Linked DNA regions of Anser cygnoides: region 1 is linked to region 2. A link is a contact called in public Hi-C data. All regions are on one chromosome and are shown on one strand. The core of a region is the stretch at or near the end of the contact, and the rest is flanking DNA. Distances in the headings are between cores, read along the strand shown.

Region 1 (2,700 bases), core at 185-2,684, 800 kb after region 2:
CTGCATTTCACCCAGGGATCCTCCAGCTGTTTTGGGAGCAGCAGTGGCTCCAGCCCAGCTGAGGCCACCTCAGGGACTCGTCTGCCGGCTCTGCTCCTGAGCACTGACAGACTCATGCTGCGCTTTGCCTGCTGCTGGAGGCCACAGGCAGTGCTGGCTTGTGATTCCTCCCTCCTGCTTGTAAGCACACCCTCACCGATGTAGGGGGGGTTCCCCAGGCTACCTACAGACTTCTGCCCTATGGGCTGCAGTACTGCTTGGGATAAAAAAGACATCCCAAGCTATGGTCCTGTCTCAGCATCCTTCCTTCATCCACCTCCGACCACTCACCCTCCTATTCTGTGGCACGCATGGGGTGCTCTGCAGGAATCGTGCAACCCTCTACAGCGCCTGCTCCCACAGGAACCTCCCTCTAGCAGGAGGGACACCTTTGGTTTCTTTATCAGAGCTGACGTAACGATGAGTATTCTACAGGAAAACCGATCACACCTATTTCATACATTGTTCTAGAGATTTTTCTGGTGAGAAAAAAATGAAAAAGGACAATCACTTGTTCTAGAAAACAAATATAGTGAAGCATCTGCTCCAAAGATTTATCCTTCACATCACATTATATGGGATTTTTCTCCGGACATCTGTCCTTTGGTTCACACACCTGCGTAAAAGGCATTTAACACATTTTCAGTTGTGATAATTATTGACTCTTTACACCGGCACTTTAAAAAGTTAAAACATTGCTATTTTTAATATCTTGTGACTTCTTGGAATGCCAGCCAAGAATTTTTCAATAGCTGATGTTGAAATCACTGCGAGGTAAAACACTAGAATAATGAAAGGCACGATCTATTCCTCTCAGTTCCTCTAGAAATCATGCTAGCTTCCTAATAGCCAACGTACCACAATGTAATCTTTTTAAAGCTTATTAGGAAACTGTTAATATTATTTAGAAAACATTATTCCAAACAAAATATTCAAAATATAATGATTTCACCGCAGACTGAGTTCCAGAAAGACGTTAGTATTTCTATAGTAAAATTAAGGCTGGTGCAAAAGACTGAGTTTACCACCATGCAGATGGCAGGCCAAGGACAGAGCTGTTAGTTTACGTGACACATGGACCCGAGATGCAGTTTCTCCCTTGGTATAAGACAAACAGAGAGTGCACAGCCAGTACAGGCTCTCCATTTCCACCAGCCATCCTGTGCCGGTGCTGACATGGCCACGTCTGCTGGATCAGCCATGTGATTTTGCTAATAACAAACACCCCAATTAGTTTTCAGGCAGACAGGCTGACTGCTCCAGCTGGCTGTAGCTCCCCATGAGCACCAGGGTGATGCAAGAGGTGGTGAGAAGGGGCAGCCAGTGAGGCCAGCGGCTGTCCTTGTGGGAAGCAGCTCAGCCTCCACACACAAAACACGACCTTTAGCCTGTGACTCACTTCCAACGTGCGGCTGATCAGACAGCAAATCACCAAACGCTGGCTCTGCCTTGGGTCAGCTGTTCTTCTCGCCCTTCGGCATCAGCTGATTCACTGTTGTGGTTTGGTTTTCTGCTCGTGCTGGTTGCCCAGACTGGCTCGCTGGGAGATCAGACGATCACCAGCAGAAAGCAGCTGGCAGTGGCCTGGCACCATCGTGGCCGCTCTGGAACATGAAGACAGCACCCTCACCTTCCCTGCTAAGTAATGGGGTATTGCACCCCATGGCCCTGCGGGAACTAATAAAGATCCGGTCACCTAAGAAATCAAGTGCTCAATACTACAGATCTAGGAAATCAGACTCACCCTGGTACCACTTTACCTCTCTTGGGCCTGGCCCCAAAAGCAAGCAATCCCGAAGCAGTAATTAAGCCCAGTTACAATTCAATCCTCATCACTATGCTGAAGATGTCTGCTTCTGCATCACTAAATGAACAGAGCAACTGTGACTTCCCACTGCTTGGATAAGCAAGGACGTAGTTAAGAAGCAGCTAAAACCCAGCTGCTCAGCTAATTAGAACAGCTCGCATTGATCAGTGTAGGGAGATGGTTTCAGAAATGGCTTTCTAGCTATTGCTTCAGCCACTTATTCCATATTCATGTGCTTGTCACTGTCGTACTTGGAGACGGTATTTCAGCCACCGAACCTTCAATTTTATGGCAGGACACTGGAAGGAAGTAAAAGCAGATCAAAGCAGCAAATGATAACATTTCACCCACTGATCCTTGCAGCAAACTGCAGTCATCAACATGCAACAGCTTCCACACTTAACAATGTCCAGCTTAGATCTTGAAGCTAAAACACCCCAAATTTTAGTGTGAATCTGAATCACTCAGTTCATGTGTATCCCAAATTAACACTTTCCTGATCCAGAGCTACAGACACGCTAGACAGAATTCCCCTTTTCACTTTGCATTTTCTTTCAGACAACCTGAGCTGCACTGCACCTTGCCCCAAAGAGGACTGCATGCACTTGCCCATTCCAGAAAGACAAATTGTCAGAGCATTATTCAAGTTATTCTCAGTCTTCGTTGTCTATTTACGGATTTTGTCTCCCATCAAAATGTGTATGACAAGAACGGAGGGCCCTGCTTATTGAAGAGTTTGGCCCTTCTGTAACAGTCAAGAATCTACGATCTAACCTATTTATCAACAATTCGTACTCACTTCTGTGATACCTCTGCAAATATGTCTCGATGGAAATTGAGAAATAATATTGCAA
Region 2 (2,700 bases), core at 34-2,533:
AAAACAAAGGAAAAGATAGACACTAATATGATATAAATCCATGAAGAGTTGCCACAGCACTATGTTTAAATATCAGTGAAGTGAGCTATTTCTCAAAATGTCGGAAACCAAAGATTTCACCCTTCCAACTCAGTCAGTATTATTAACCTTTGATTTCCTAGAAGTTCAGATGAGATCCCTGGAGATATTTTATCAGTGTGGAGTCCAGAAAGTTTTTCCTTGTGCAATCATGAGTCAAGAATATAATTACAATAGCCAGAAATGTAGACTCAGGAAACCTGTTCAGCTAAAAATGGAGATAGTTATAACCAGGGATTGAAATGATCATAAAAATGATCATAAAATTTCATTTATTTTTTCAACCACTAAGTTAGAAGAGGAAATTGAGACAACTCCAGATGCAAGCTCAGCATCCCCTTGTTCTGTTTAAAGATAAGGATATTAAATACACATCGTAATTACCCAAGCAGAATCCATAATGTAGATCAATAGTCTTACTGCTTCAGAAACACTAGATTTGATGAGTATGAAGTGTAGCTAATAGACAAATTTCATACCAATAAAGTCTCCATTTCTCATGTCTGTATCTGCATATATTAATTACTGATAATTAACATGCTAATTAACCTCTTAGAATTCAACAAAAATCATCATTCTTCGATATTTATGTCATATCTAACTATGTCTGCTACAGAAGACATGAAAAATCTCAGCAATTTTAGGATCACAATGCAGGTCTGGCTTTAAGGGTTAGGGCAAGGCAAAGTGTTTTCTTTCTGCCCCTAAATTCTGACTTTCAGGTTTTGTAATTTGTCAAACCTTAGAGGTTCTGTCTTCTTTTGTTGTATCTTCTGATATACCCCATGTAGTGGCACATAGTATATCCTCCTACAAATGTATATTACTTTACATGTAAGCGAAGAATTGAGAGCTAAGTTCCTAGGTACTTTTCTAAGCTATTAAATGTGAATTGTTTCCTGGTTGTTGGTTTAGGGTAAAGGCATTTGTTAGAAACTAGGACTGGCAATATTTTCCCCCTAAAGGTACTTCTGGCACACATTTTTTGTTCCAATTATTGATATTCTGAAAGATCCTCCAAGTTAGCCCCTCCTTTCCGAGGTCCAGGAAGAAAAAGAAAGTCCACTGAGAACAGGGTGATCACACAACTCCTTCCATGGCTATTGCTGCTGGAGGTGAAATGAGGGGCTCAAGAGTGTATTTTGGCAAACTGAAGTGATTCTCCTCTCTATGCGTTATGTCCTGGGGAATAAAAACACTTGCAATCTCCAGACTGCCAATCTCCATCTGACACTTAGTCAGTGGGATTTGAGGTGGAAAGAATAAACACAGACGGTTAGAGTCCAGTCTTTGACCCCAGGAACGGCTGGAGACTTCTGGCTTGGATTTTGTAGTCACCTACTGCAAACCAGCTGTAATACGTCTTTTAAAATTTCAGGTCTTCCAAGTTGAATTGGGTATGTTTATTAAATGTACTGCTTACCCACCTCTCTTTCACAAGCGCAGCAGTCTAGTGCCCTTTGTAAGCCTTGCACAGAAGGTACAAAGTTCATGCTCAGATTCCATGCCTTCCGTTGATGATTTTCCACAATATTGCATAATTCTACCCAGAGTTGTTCTAAACAGATTTAAAGCCTGTCCCTTATTCAGGGAACTTCCAGTATAAATATGAGAGAGAAAAAGCACCAAATCACGGAAAGGATATCAGAGCAAGACAGGAAGCACAAGTGATTGTTGATAAAAAGGACTGTTTGCTGGAGGTGGCAAAGGAGCAGGTAATCAGACACTGCATCCTTGGATCACAGAATGTGCCAGGTGGCCATGAACCCCGGGGTTTTGGCTTGGCCACTGCAGAGATAAGGCCAGCTGCAAAGCTTGGATCCCAATCAAATGTTTGCAATCCAAACACCCTGAGAGTTGGGGTTATTTGGCATGGGCCCATGTCTAGTTTATATTAATGTTTATTGCCCCTTGGCCATTTGGAAACTAACTTTCATAATTCACACCTCAGCAGTGCACGTTTGGCTGTCCTGATGGCAGGCTACAAATGCAACTCTGCTATCTAGCAGCACTCCTTTCAGCTCTGTGAAGCTGCCTTGCATGTGGCTTACATATTACAGCTGACAAGGGATGAATGACAACTTCATGGCTCACTGTTAGAAGCTTAGCCAAAAAGGTACAAAAGGCGTGTCTCCTGCTAGGGCTTTCATCTTTCACACCCACTCAACACTTTTTACAGTAATTCTTTGGGTGAGAAGATCACTGTCCTCTTTGCTTGCCTTCCTTTCCACAAGTCTCACTTGGCACACTGGCTATCGACAGCTGTTTCATTGGCTCCTTGGTTGCATGACTTAGAGGTTTAAGAGGGCTCTAAACTGATTGCTTTCCTCTTAAATATGGCTTAGACCTATCCTGTGATATTGAAACCTTCCTGTTAATGGTACTTAAAGATTGGAATAGATTCACCATCCACTTTATGCTCGTCAAATAACAAGACCAGAAGAGACCAGTCTGGAATCATGCTCCTTGGAGCAGCGGGAGAAGCCAATCATCATAATGAATAAAGTTACTTCAATATCTCCAAAAGATGAAGAATTCAGCCCAAGATCCTCCTGTTTCATTTTATTCCTCTGGCAAAAATTATATTTTATTAACTGGACTTTTACATTTAAGTCTACTCTA

The links. Hi-C and Micro-C count contacts between places; a contact is called where the count stands out from the background.
Region 1: a Hi-C map of liver shows a contact between it and region 2, with 16 times the contacts expected there. The contact joins two enhancer-like sites. A contact is called at or near these places in 2 of 7 Hi-C or Micro-C datasets (both in liver).

What each region holds. Positions count from the first base shown.
Region 1 is chr4:46,796,102-46,798,801 of Taihu_goose_T2T_genome, forward strand. All of the region lies in intron 2 of SH3D19 (SH3 domain containing 19), which reads right to left. Among named protein-coding and RNA genes, the nearest start is that of SH3D19, 34 kb to the right of the region's middle. Within about 2 kb of position 1,435, at least 3 of the 3 cell types and tissues checked have open chromatin away from gene starts, as enhancers often do. A contact at or near this core is called in liver, where this site is marked.
Region 2 is chr4:45,994,783-45,997,482 of Taihu_goose_T2T_genome, forward strand. No RefSeq gene overlaps it. Among named protein-coding and RNA genes, the nearest start is that of IQCM, 160 kb to the right of the region's middle. Within about 2 kb of position 1,284, at least 2 of the 3 cell types and tissues checked have open chromatin away from gene starts, as enhancers often do. A contact at or near this core is called in liver, where this site is marked.